Regions from separate parts of the Rattus norvegicus genome. Here region 1 is linked to region 2. The links are chromatin contacts, called in public Hi-C maps. All regions are on one chromosome and are shown on one strand. Each heading gives the region's core, a stretch centred on a gene start, on an enhancer-like site or on the middle of the called end of the contact. The rest is flanking DNA. Distances are from core to core; before and after follow the strand shown.

Region 1 (6,497 bases), core at 2,778-5,277, 630 kb after region 2:
GACCTTTCCCATTGCAGGACCACTAAGATTTACTATTTACTATTACAGCATCACATTGCTTATTTTGATGGATACTGGTGGAGAATGGCAGAAGCTAAAGTTGGAAATTGTTATGTTTGCAATGCTATTAGATATATGGGTATAGATATCAAGACGGATATATCTGAATTTTGAGAGACAAGACCGTGGATAGGGATTTGGAAGTCATCAGGAAATAAATCAGTTTTATGGCACAGTAGCAGATGAGATCACTAAGAATAATGTAAGGAGAAGAAAAATCTTTGAAGTCTGAGCCTGAGCATGGCTACCTTAATATGTAGGTAAGAAGCTCAAAGCAAGGAAGGAGTTTGTAATGAAGACATGGAAGGATGAAACAATACATTAGCTGACTGGAGATGTGCACTATAGAAGACAGTTTTCATTTAAAGGGATGACAGAAGGAACAAAGTAATACATTGTGTCAAAGTGAGGATGTGGTGGGCAGTAAGAATTTACCACTAAACTATGGAAAGGGGAGTTATTGGTTGAAGAGGCTTCATAGTGTAAATTTAGGTAGTGTGGTAGGAACTAAATCTTACCTAGAAGCTACTTAAGAATTACTACGTGATATTCATTTAAAATTTTTATCTATTCCACTAGAATATTCCCAAGTCTTTCAATATTTTGGCTGACTTCTGTAATTCCATTAGGTAGAATGATATTTCAGTCATCATTTGCGGAAAGAATGATTGAATAGTAAAATGTCATTAAATGATCAAATGAATGAAGCATCTTGTGAATCACTAGAAAGAATTCATGGCTTCTCCATCATATCCTTTTAAGCTCTTAATGCCTATTCATCAGAGCTTTTTGTAGAACTGAGAACTTAATTGTTTAGCCAGTGCCATATCACATCCTTCTCTCAGTTATAATAGAACTCATGTATCTATCATAGACCTTTTAATGTCCATCTCAAAGTATGCTCATAATCCTTTTGAACCTGCTTTTATAGGAATTCACTACCCAGTGAAAGAATCAACATCATGTAATACTTACAACATATGTATCAGACACTTCCTATTATCAAACATTCAGTTAGGAAATCTTCGGGAGATACAATGACAGTTCTCTTGAGAGAGAAGTTTTTTTTCCTGGCTATGAAAAAGCATTGTCCAAAAAAAATAACAGAAAATGAGGAACCTACAGACAAGTACATCAGAGGTGACCTGGATTGATCCTAAGACACAATTAACAATGCTAAGAATTTTGGCTTTCTGTCTAAGTGAATCCAGAAGTCAAAGGAAAGCTTTGAAGTGTGGATACAGAGAGATGGAGTTTTGAAGAGTACTGCCATGCTACCAAGGGTTGATTATAGAAGTACACAAGCAGAATCAGAATTCGGAGCAAAGTTCTGAGGCCTTCATGAGCACTCAGGCCACAGAAGTTAGTAACTACGAAGCACTATTCAAAGCAGGTAGGTCTGTGTGCCTTAATTCAGCCATCTTAAGGAGTGGCTGTATTCTGAAAAATAAAGTACATGTGTTAGAATTGGTATCTTCCCGAACTCCTGATATTTTAAAGGTATTGAATATCAGAATAGCAGAAAACAACTAACCATATTCATACCCTTTACTTTGATTCAACAACAATTACTGTTTGACTATGTACATAAATATCTCTCTGAGTATGGATATAAATGTAAGCACACAGTTAACATTTTCCTCAACTCATTCACAAGTAGTTTGCAAAAACAATATTATAACTTGCTATCCTCCCATGATTCATAATTCAGTTCTCAATGATATGAAAAAATACTCTATGTAAATATAATCGTGGAAATATTTTGATGTCAGAACTGACAGGATTTCCTGACTGAAGTTTGTAAATACTCATAAAAAAGAATCAAAAGTTGATTCTACAGATTTTGGCCAGCACACCTGGAAATACGGAGATGCAGTCTACATGGACAGGAAAATGTACAGGAGATGCTGGATTTGATCTTAGGACATTAACTTCCTGCCACTCCTGTCTAGACATGGTTGAGAAAGGCCATACTCTAAAGCCTTGGGGTATGAAGAAGCCCTTGAACTCACGGAAATCCTGTGAAGGGCTGTATGAAACTTCAAAACAACGTGGTTAAAATATTTTTGTGAGAAATCAGAAAAAGAATCTCAAACAGAGAACTGAGCACAGCATTGGCAGCCGGCAGCAGGATTCTTATTCTCGGGGCTGCAACTTATGATGCAGTATTAGCTCTAATAAGTTCAAAGAGGAGGAATTTCTAGAGCGAACCTGAGGTTAAGAAGAAAGAGCTGTACACTAATTTCTAATTCTGCTTTTTGTGCTAATATGGATCAGGTTTTACAGCTGCTTTCTGCTGCATGGTTTAAGTGGCTGCGAGAAATATCTATGCTAAATATTTCATGTCCAGTGAAACAGTAAAAGTGAAAACATGGGTTATGATTTTTCCCTCTGGGTTTATTTGGGCCTATCATAGTGCAAGGTCAACATCTTCTTCTGGTACTGTGCATGGTGGAGAAGACTGAAAAATCAATCAGGTGGATTCTATGGAGAACAAAGAATGAAGCAACCAACAGTGTCTGTTGCTCAAAATTTTCTCTAATTTCACCTTGTAGAGCAACTTTCAATTTTTTCCATCTTGTTTGAACCATTGCTCACCCACAATTTCATATAAATTAAATCATACTGCTTATATGTATTTGGGCTGGTCTTATTGGTCACATATTATATGGTTCACAGTACCCAGGAAGCTCAGATTCTACTGTAGTTTTAGGAACACCTTGGAATGATTTGCTTTTAAGGAATATGCTTCTCCAAAGCACCAAGGAAACGTCTCAAACATGTTTTAATATTGTTTCTTACCATTCTATTGAAAGCATCAGAGTGTAGCAGCAAAGGGACTGTGTTGAGAGAGGAGGACTGTCTGGATGTGAAACCTAGCACAGTTCAATGCTTATGTGAACTCAATAAGTTATCTATGTTTTAGAGAACTGTATTTCTCTGTATCTGGATATTTTCAAAACAATGCTTCATGAGAAGGTGTTTTGTTGTTCTTGAGGAGCACTAAGAGTTCAATTTCTAGTCTCCACTTGCTAAATCATACCATCTCCAATTCCAGTCTGAGGCGATTTTATACCTTCATTAAGTTTCTGTGGGAATGAGAAATGCATGTGGTGCACTGTTATATATTCAAACAAAATGCCTATACATACAAATAAAACAGTGGCACAAGAAGACTATATGTATAACACTAAAACTTAGGCAAAATACTTACGCATATAAATAGTTTAGAAATAAGCTGACATGTACTGGGGGAATAACTGAGTAGTTACAGTCGATAACACTTAAATATGAAGACATGAGTAGAATCTCCAGGACCCACCTTAAAAATGTGAGGTGCTATGGCATGTACTTTTAACTTCAGTATTGTAGTGGTAGAGATAGGAAGACAGGGTGATCTTTGAAACTTGCTGGCCAACAAGTCTAGCCTACTCACCGGATAACAAGCCAATGAGGGGCTTTCACTGAAAAATTAAGAGAGACAGTTCGGTTGACCTCTAACTACTACATGCACTTTACATAATAAGTACTACAGTACACAGAGAGAGAGGGGCAGGGAGAGAGAAAGGGGGAGGGGAAGAGAGAGGGGGAAGAGAAGAAAGGGGGGAGAGGGGAAGGGGAGAGGTAGGGGAGAGGGGAGACAGACAGAGAGAGGAGTTTGTTAGAGGTTTCTGTGCATGTTGAGAGAGAGAGAGAGAGAGAGAGAGAGAGAGAGAGAGAGAGAGAGAGAGAGAGAGAGAAATGGATTTCTGTGTTATAAATGCTTAGTAAGGAGTTCTCTCCTTTGTTCTTGATTTTGGAAGAGGTTACCTGCAATCACTTGCAGTGGCTTAGAATCACTTCATCTGTACTTCAAGGCTTTGATCTTTCTGATGTTGGCAAGAAACGCACAACTGTGGTGAGTAATGCGTCTGAATAATGGAAGCAGGAAAGAGCTCCTGTTAAGAGCCATGCTGCTGTTACAGAACAAGTGTTGCTCTGTCTAGTAAAACTTTCAAAAGGCATCTCATTGGGTGTATGTGATGTTCAACTCTTGGCTTGCCAATGTATTTTCCTAGTTCAAATTGAAAACAGGCAACACTAAATGAGACAAAACATCCTTTCCTCTTTGAATCTAAGGAGAATCCCAACTTTTAAACAACCAAGTACATAGAATTCTTGCCATGTGGACACTGCTTCTATTGTCTTTAATGTTCATATTTGGGGTTTATTTTAGTCTAGCAGAAGAAAACACCTCACATTCATTCATCATGCTCATGTTATGACAAATGGAAGCCATGAGGAGTTTGTTAGAGGTTTCTGTGCATGTTGTGAGAGGCCTTCCCATTTTATGTCTGCGGGTGTTTTATTCAGCTTCTGACACTTGTTAGTGACGTTGGTACCTGGTTTGGATCAGGTGAACCTTGGGAAGGGCTAGATCTTTTCACAAGGAATCATACCTTGATAGAATTCAACTGAATGAGTCTTTCCTTCTTCAATTTCAGGAATTTGGGTCTGGGATTTGTTGGTTCTTTTTGCCAGGTTACAGATTCTGATTTGAATTTAGGTTTGGGAAAATGTTCATACATCTGCTGAAAGGCAGGCATGGAGCCAAGACAACTGCTGGAAAGCAATTGACTTTTTGACAAAGACTGCTTGTCTCTGCTTCCACATAGAAAACTGTATGGACAAAAGCAGTGAGGGTAGTATGAGTGGTATGCGGCTTCTTATTTACCAGAAAGGGACTGTGTCATTTACTGGCATCTCCAAAACTCTAACTGTGTGCCTCTATGTTTGCATGCACGGAAGTAGTTAGAAAGCTGAGGAAATGAGCAACACTGGGCAAAAAAAAATCTACAAACCTCGAGGCATTGGCTGGATTACATGAAGGGGACTCTCTATGAAGCAGAACAAAAATGGATTCAGGAGAGAAATGAATCCAGAGCCACATAATTTTACAAACCAAAATAACTCAATGCAGATTCTACCACACTGCTATAATATTTCACAAAGCAGCACATATCAGAGAAACATGACAATGTTATCACAAGGAAACATTTCCATTACATTTTTGCAACCAAGTTGCCTGTTTTAATTGAATACATATACACATAAACATACAAATATACATCATATACATATACATCATACATACACACACATACATACAATAGTGACAGGGTACTTATGTAAGTTTCTTGTTACAAGGAACAGATTTACTTTAACTTTTAATGTTGGAAATGAAAGACTTAAGAGTGTTGAATGTAAAGAGGCTATATCCTAATTAAAGATACAAATTGGGATATAGTTCAAGCAATAATTCACCCAGAGGCTACTAAATTTGAGGGATGTCCATAGAGTTATAGGGGCACCCGATTAGTCTTCTGCCGTAAAGAATATAAAAAATTAATGCAAAACCAATACTAATCAAACAGACCTATGGGTACTATGTCCAAAAATATCACGATGAGTCTTCAGGTTAACTCATGGAGAATGAGACTTGTTTCCAAGGCTCACATTGTTTTGATTCTACTTTGATTTTTTTATCTCTCTGAGCTTCCATTTCCTAACTATCCAACAGAAGTAAAATTACTACATTTTTATGATGGAGCTAATATTGCCAAATCAATCAGTTTTTCAGTGATGTTTGACAGCACTCAATACATGCTATGCCCTTTACATGTATTTTGTAGTAATTACCTTTATATTCATCACAGGTCCTGGGAACATGATGCATTCATTTTCTTTTCCTTATATCTTACGCACCCATGAATTTATGGCATAGTTTACCTAAGACGTGGAATGTCAAAACATTTGCATCTTTATTTATCCATTCCAGGCCTCTGAAATGTATCAGAAAAGTGACATTTCTGTTTTCTATTTCTTTATTTAACTCACATGTAGAAATGAATAGAATTAATTCTTAAGTATTACATTTAACTTAAAAAAAAACACAACATGTCTACTGAAACATTTTGCAATTAGCATTAGTTTGGCCATTGGTAATCACCTCCTCAAAGTGATAGGAATAACAACAGCAGCAGCAGCAACTATTCCTTAACCAAGACTAGTCTAGAGGTAGGATATCCAATGTTAGTGAGGAGGATCAAGCCTCTGTTAATGTTCTCCTTAAGGCATACATTCCCACCAACATCTGTGCCCCCATCACACACACATTTGAGAAGCCTGGCAAACATCTGCTTTTGTTCTTGCGTCTTTTCAAGTGGGAAGGAGAGTGTGGTGAAAAAAGGAGAATCAGGAGAAATGTCTCTGAATCTGGTAAAGAATTTCTCCTTCATTCCCCCAAGCGCCATTATTTACATATGTTGTCTACAAATTAGGTACATAGCTATCGTCAGTCCCACAGTGCCTGAGCATCCATGTTTCAAACTAAGGATATGAGTCTAATAGTAAATAGGCAGAAGAAAATGGTTCTTAGAGGAGCACATATTTGTCCC
Region 2 (7,114 bases), core at 4,226-6,725:
ATTGAAAAGATATAATGAAAAGTTAGAAAGCTTCATAGCTCCTGACTTGCCAGAAACGTTTAACCAGTATAAAAAATAATGACCCCTTTCAATTAAAATTTTGTTTTTAATTCTGCAGGTGGAGCAAGGAGCACAGGTCTGAAACATCTGACTGTGAGGATTCCCGAAAGGGGATGGGTTGTGTGAACGAGACAGAGCTGGAGTAGGGGAAACAGTGAACATGATAAAATACGTTGTGTCAAATCCCTAAAATATAACATCTTTTTCAAATATTAATTTTCCCTGTATTTTTATGGACGTAAGAAGGTACTATAAATACTTTCAATATCTTGGAAAGGGTTTAGCAACAAGTTTCTGGTAAAGCATACCCAATAAAAAAAAGTCCACATCCCAATTTTATTTATACCCAGTTGACCCCACTTCTCCTTATCATTTTCTCTAGTAGTCTTACATGTATACTGATTACATTCCAAGTATGGCACACTTTTATCCTATCAGAAAACCCAAAGAAAACAGTTTTGTTTCATAATTAAAATCATAATTTAATTATTATTCTAATAGTTTGCTGTGGATTTTTGAAGTCATTAATGGATTTTTCTCCCTTTTAAGTGATACTATGAGGCACGTTTTGAAAAGGACAAAAAGTGACACGGTATCGATTATACTCAATTACCATAGGATAGAGGCTCTGGCTTTAACAGAGCGCTGATAAACCATTCACATGTTAAAGACTCCCCACTTCTCAGCAGCAGTACTTAAGAGGGGCATCTTCTGCAACAGTGAACATTAAAATATGACAAAATGTAAACTGATGTGACTCTATACTTTTCCTCAGTAAATTACTTTACTATTAACAGAGTAAGGTTTAGGGACCATGGACTTACTCTAGATTTCTGCAGACCCAATTTAAGTTACACTGAGGGAAAAAAGCAAGCTGCTCTTCCTCAAGTAATTAGCACTGAGGAATTACAGAAAAATGCTTTCTTTTTTTTTTTTTTTTTTCTTTTTTTTTTTTTTATTAACTTGAGTATTTCTTATATACATTTCGAGTGTTATTCCCTTTCCCGGATGCTTTCTAAAGGGAAATGTTCTTTTTTATCCCACAAGCTTTTTACATTTTCTAGAACAAACCTTATGAGTGTCCAAGTAGGACTCTCAGCCTGTATAGAAGAGTTAGGCTTTTCTTATTTTATGGCACACAAATATATACTTCTTAATATAATAGTGGTCTCAGAAGGAGTGTTTCTTTCCTTGGAAACATTATTTGGGCTTACAATTACACATTAATTAGTGCTGTAAATTGAGTCATGTCTATAGCATGAATGGATTGTAAATATCCTAACACCAGGAACCGTTAACTATTATACGTCCAGATAAAGAGTAAAGTTTGCACAGAGAAGCTTTTGTGGAGTAAATTGAATACCCTAAAAATTTCTGTGTTGAAATTCCAATCCCCACTGGGCCTGAATGTATAGGCAGAGTATCTGGGGGAAAGGTTAAAGTTCAATGATGCTACTGTTCTTATAAACAAAATTCTTCTCTCCATATTCACTTTGGATATGTCTAATCACCAGAAGAAGGTTTACACTAACTCAGTCAATTCTACAAATTTCCCAGATAACAATTGGCCATGCTACCATTGAGTGAAAATATGACCCAGTTTCTAACCTTAGAACACATTTCTCAGGTTAAGGAGCCTATCATGCAGGATCACCCCTCCCCCAAGCAAACTACAGATACCAAGCAGAGGTCTGAGATGTCATTTATGCTTCTGATAGAACACATATATGTCAGAAGTTTCCTTTATCACTCTCCTTAGGTTAATGAGCTTGAACAAATCTCATAAAAACATTTACTACAGCACCCATTAGTTAGTTGAGTTGAATGATAAAGGCATACAAATCAAATACACACACACACACACACACACACGCACGCACGCGCGCACACACACACACACTCGCATAAATATGCACATTTCTGAATGTAGGCCCTTGGGCACGAACGCATACAGATCTATGAAGCAAAAATGACAGAAACACCAAATGTTATCTGCCGTGGCCACTCTCTCAGCGTCAGCCTATGTTAACCAAATGAGAAGTCCTTTGCACTCTGTCCTTTGGATTTTAATGGAAACTTTACTGTACTGAAATCGTTGATTAAGTAACTGGGAATTGGTGATCAAGTCAATTTCCAAATCTCCATCTTTGGAGACTGAGAAGTCAGACCAAGCACCTCTCAGTCACACATTTGGTTGTCCTGGCAGCCAGAGCCTACACTGAGTGTTTCCAGAAGCCCGAAGTCATCCTCAGGTCTTTGAGGCACACAACCAAAGGTAAACTGCACACTTTCACTTAAAGATCACTAGCATTTTGAAAACTCATGTTGGAAAATTGGGGGAGAATAAACGTATACTGTATATCTTGACAAAGGACGGAGCTGCATAGGATGGGCGTTTCTATATGAAAAGGACAAAGCGGCTTTCTAAAAATGTCCGCACACTAAAGGAATAAAGGCCATATGAGGACGGAGGCGGCAGCTGCATTCACATCAAGTTTCTCACCAAGAATTAAGTCAGCTGTACGTTGGGATGCCTACCATCCAAGCAGAAAACAATTTTAGATTACTTAGCCACCAAGATGGTATTTTGGTATGGCCAAAGTAGTGTAGCATGATAGATGACTAAGTCTTCTAAGAAGTGGTTGAAGGAATAAACGAAAAGAAAATGTTAGACAGGGATCCCTCCCCTCTGAGTTCATGTTTGAATAAAAGAAGAATTGGGATAAGTATCTTGCCAACCTTTATTCATTCTGCTTCAGTGAAGAGAGGCGATGTCTTTAACTAATGGGTTTAAGGAAAGACAATGTCAGAAGCAGCTCAGGCATTTTCTCTTATCTTGTCACTCGATCCCTGCACAGACTAGTACATGAACTCAGTGTATTTTCCCATATTTTCACAGTAGAATCATGCTACCTTGAGATACCTAGAGATGTCACTATCCTGGACTGGTTGGAACTGCTTACGTCCTGAATGGGACATGACTGAACTCTTAAGACTGAAGAAGGAGCTGGAGAGAGATAGCATTACAAATTTTTGGATGGGCCTATGTGGAGGAAGTAGCTTGCCAGGGGCCTGAATAGAAGGCTATACCTGAACCTGGATTCCTTTCTGTTACTTTTCTTCCTGTGTCTAATGAGACAAGTAGCCTTCGCCACACACAGGGGCAGCATCGAGTTCTGCCTCAGCAAACAGAACCAATGAATGTGAGCAGAAGCCATGAATGGTTTCCTTCCTCTCAGTTGTTCATGTCAGAAACTTAAAGTCTGAGTAAAGAAGTCCATTGTATCTATCTGAGTAAACCACAGAGCACAAATACTTCCTTGTTTATCTATTGTCTTGATTTGAAGTCAACTGTGGGGGGGGGAGGGTAGTGAGTATTGAGTCCATGTAGAGGCATCCCAGTTGCTTTTAAAGAGAATGGATCACAAAAGGAGGATATACTCATGGAAGGCATGTGGGATAATTTTGGAAGAAAAGCAAAATATATACAGAACAAATCTTGACAGGCAAGTAATTTTAAAAGTTATGTGTAAAACAAAACCAAAGCCTCCAAAAATGTAAACAGTAACCAAAAAAGAAAATCAGTATAACCAAAATTAAATTATGATTCTTCCTGGATCTTGTGATGTAAGGATGTGCTTGCACATTTGGTGAATATCAGAATGAGTCAGAGAATTTGCCTACACACATGTATGTGTGTGTGTGTGTTTGTATGTATGTGTGTGTATGTATGTATGTATATATATACATATATATATATATACATATATATATATGTTGTTGTGTAAAGATTATATGCCCTCAAAATTGAGCTTTCATTGGAGCAGGCCTATGCCCTCCTTATTCTCCCTGACTGTGGGGCTGAGCTTGTGCTGTGGAAGTGAAACAGTTAGGGGAGTCCTTGCTTCCTGCAAAGCAGAAAGGGGCTCCTATCAGGCTCCTTAATAAACAGCTTTCTGACCCTTTCAACAGATTAATGGTCTGTAAAGCACCTTTAAAGTATAAGACAAAAGCACTCATCCACGCCTAAATATTCATAGAAGAATACTGAATTTGCATTGCCTAATATGAACATATTTCATGTAATGTTGGAGTTTAGCATAAGAATTATTAGACTGGTTAGCATTTGCAAGAATTTCATGACTAAAGTGGAGAGAAGCCTGTCCTTTTCCTTATCTTCAGCAAAATGTCACTAGACCATATGTTCCCTGAAAGATAAACTGAGATGACGGCAATCTCAGGAAGAATTAAACCACAATAGTGGCTTAATAAAGTGTTCCTCCAGTGCATGGAAACGTCCACTTAGGGAGACTATTTTCCAGAATACAGACCTTGCTCTAACATCGCTAGTGCACCATTATTTTCATTTGTAGCTTAAGTCAGACAAGATAGAACACAATACTGTAGTGACGGTCTCCATTCTTGACAAAACGTAGGCTTCAAAAATGATTTCATTCTGCAAACATATTTGGTGATCTGTGACTAGTGACTCCATTGATCTAATTTAACATGTTGTCCAACGTTTAACACTTAATATGTTTTGAATGACTTACTTTCTGTTTTGAATCAGAACTTTTTTTTTCATGTTGAGGACTACAGACATTTAATGAAATAGAACTACAAAGAGCTATCAGAACACCACGATTCCATTGAACGATCACAGGCGAAGTACCCCGTATTGTAATAATTCTCCACCACATTTCAAAGGAAAACTTCTCTGTAGGTAAAACAAAAACCTTTCCTCCTTCCACTGGACCAGTCAGAAGGTCCCAAACATCAGCATCATTGGTTACTTTAGAGCAAGAATGAGTATATAAATAGGATAAATGTTAAGAAATCAGAAGAGGCTGGAAAAATAATCATTAAAATCCAATGAAAACAGAGCATGCCCATGAGAATTCTAACAGACTGTTCAGTGTGTGGCACGAACACGTGACCTGCCATTAAGCAAATATAATTAAGGGAAAGGGAACTGTACTTTTTCTTTTGCTTTCCTCCCTCTCCTGCCCCCTTTGGTAACTTTAGCTCCACATATGGAGCGTTTGGTTTCACTTCTGGTTTACTTTCTCTTAATCAAAGACCCTCACTGTAATGCCTTCACACAGGGCTCAGTGTTGTGGTTGCCATGGAAACCATAATTCTGAATGTCCTAACTTGTGTGATTAAAATTTAACACAAAGTAACATTGATGGTCTCCCACATTTCCAGGACCACCAATATCCAATTCTAATTAGTAGCACAGTAGCTGGTTTGGAAGGAATAAAGAGCCGTGGCTACCCCAGCCCTCACATCGCACCCCTCCCAGGGAGCACAAGGACAATATATAGTGCCGAGCCTCTTACAAAGGCCTGGTTCAAACAGAGGAGTTACTTCTAGATGACTTTCATATCCCCTGGAGAAAATAAAGCACATAAGCTGTCTTCTTTGTATATACCATAGCAGTTGCTAATTTTCTTTTTAATTTGGTGTCCATTCCGCACCCCTGTTCACTGATGGCGAAATTCTGCAATGGTCGGACATGCTCATGTGATAAACGAGCATGTGTGTTTTATTTCCTCAAATATTACAATGATTATATTCATCTTTATAATTACTACAGTTTCCTTTTCACACTGAATTAGCCCTTTACGTTTTCACTAATAAGTTATGACTATGTTCGACATGTTCATCCGAAGTTTGTGAATTTACCAGTGTCTTCCCCTCCCTCCCTCCCTCCCTCCCTCCCTCCCTCCCTCCCTCCCTCCCTCTCTTCCTCCTTCCCTCCCTTCCTTCCTTCCTTCCTTCCTTCCTTCCTTCCTTCCTTCCTTCCTTCCTTTACAAGTTCTCATGGAGGAGTTGAATAACTCTTGACACTCCCTTCAGGAAACATTCTCTCTAAGTGGTCGCTTTAATTTCCCAACAATTATATTATCTCAAGAACATCGGCACGATCGTGTGCTTTGGTACTTATTACCTTCATCCATTACTAAGGACAAATGCATTGACCAATGCAAACCATTACATTAGGCAATTGTACCTTGGCAATCCATTACCATTCATTTGGTTTATCATGAGACCATGTGAATGGCTTTGTTTCTCTTTTCTGAAATCCAGAAGAAAGTTTCACTTCCTAGAACAAGAGTCTTAAACATTTAACATTTACAGTGAGAAGGGAGGCAATAACTCCACCAATCAACTTTTAAGGTAATTGTAGCCTAATTTTAAAAGACATCACGATAAAATTTATTTCATATCCATTTTCATGTTTGTTTATCATTTTGAATAATTTAGTATTGATGGTTGATGTTATGTTCACTATTCGTCAAAACCTTTCCCACTTCATCTACAAACCTAAATAAACATACATATGTACCAGATATATAGCCTCTGTGAGCTAGATAACAAAATTAAGGAAATTCACCCAAAAAATAATTACATTACAAAATATTTCTACATGTTAGAAATCGTTTTTTTTTTTAATTTTTGCCCAAGTACTCTGTATTAGCAATAATATAGAATTTCATGGTCAGGTTAAGCCCATCAACAATGACATTTATTGATAAACTGTTAATTTCTTATGTGAAAAATTGTTAAAACCCTGTCTAACTCTGAAAGTTACACAAGTTCATTTAAATGTCACAGATATTTCAGAAAAGATATGAATATTATCTTGTTAATATTTTTTACTCTACGTACAATTTTTTTTGTTTAGATGCATAACAATTCTAATGGACCCACAGACAATGCCTACTTCCTAGCACTCTCTATGTACGAGCACAGGATTGTGCTGTGCTACCAATGCTCCATACAAGACTTTTATTTCTAATTAGAATATGTGAATACATTCAAGTGACCCCAGAGAAAGTTATTGTTAGTTTGCAGTCAGCAGGATGAGAGGAAGAAGGACAAGACACTTGGGAATGTAAATGGCAGAGAAAGTTCCAAGAGTGAGCTAGGCACAGAAATTAGAAATAGTAAAAGCATATGCAAAAAAAAGAAGTAAAAGATAATAATAATAATAATAATAATAATAATAATAATATCCTTCCTACATTCCTGACATCTACTCTGATAT

What was found. Hi-C and Micro-C count contacts between places; a contact is called where the count stands out from the background.
Region 1: a Hi-C map of Schwann cells shows a contact between it and region 2, with 3 times the contacts expected there. The contact joins two enhancer-like sites.

Annotation. Positions count from the first base shown.
Region 1 is chr14:27,893,379-27,899,875 of GRCr8, forward strand. No RefSeq gene overlaps it. Among named protein-coding and RNA genes, the nearest start is that of Adgrl3, 440 kb to the left of the region's middle. Within about 2 kb of position 4,028, at least 4 of the 93 cell types and tissues checked have an H3K27ac peak or open chromatin away from gene starts, as enhancers often do. A contact at or near this core is called in Schwann cells, where this site is marked.
Region 2 is chr14:27,261,161-27,268,274 of GRCr8, forward strand. All of the region lies in intron 3 of Adgrl3 (adhesion G protein-coupled receptor L3), which reads right to left. Among named protein-coding and RNA genes, the nearest start is that of Adgrl3, 190 kb to the right of the region's middle. Within about 2 kb of position 5,476, at least 5 of the 93 cell types and tissues checked have an H3K27ac peak or open chromatin away from gene starts, as enhancers often do. A contact at or near this core is called in Schwann cells, where this site is marked.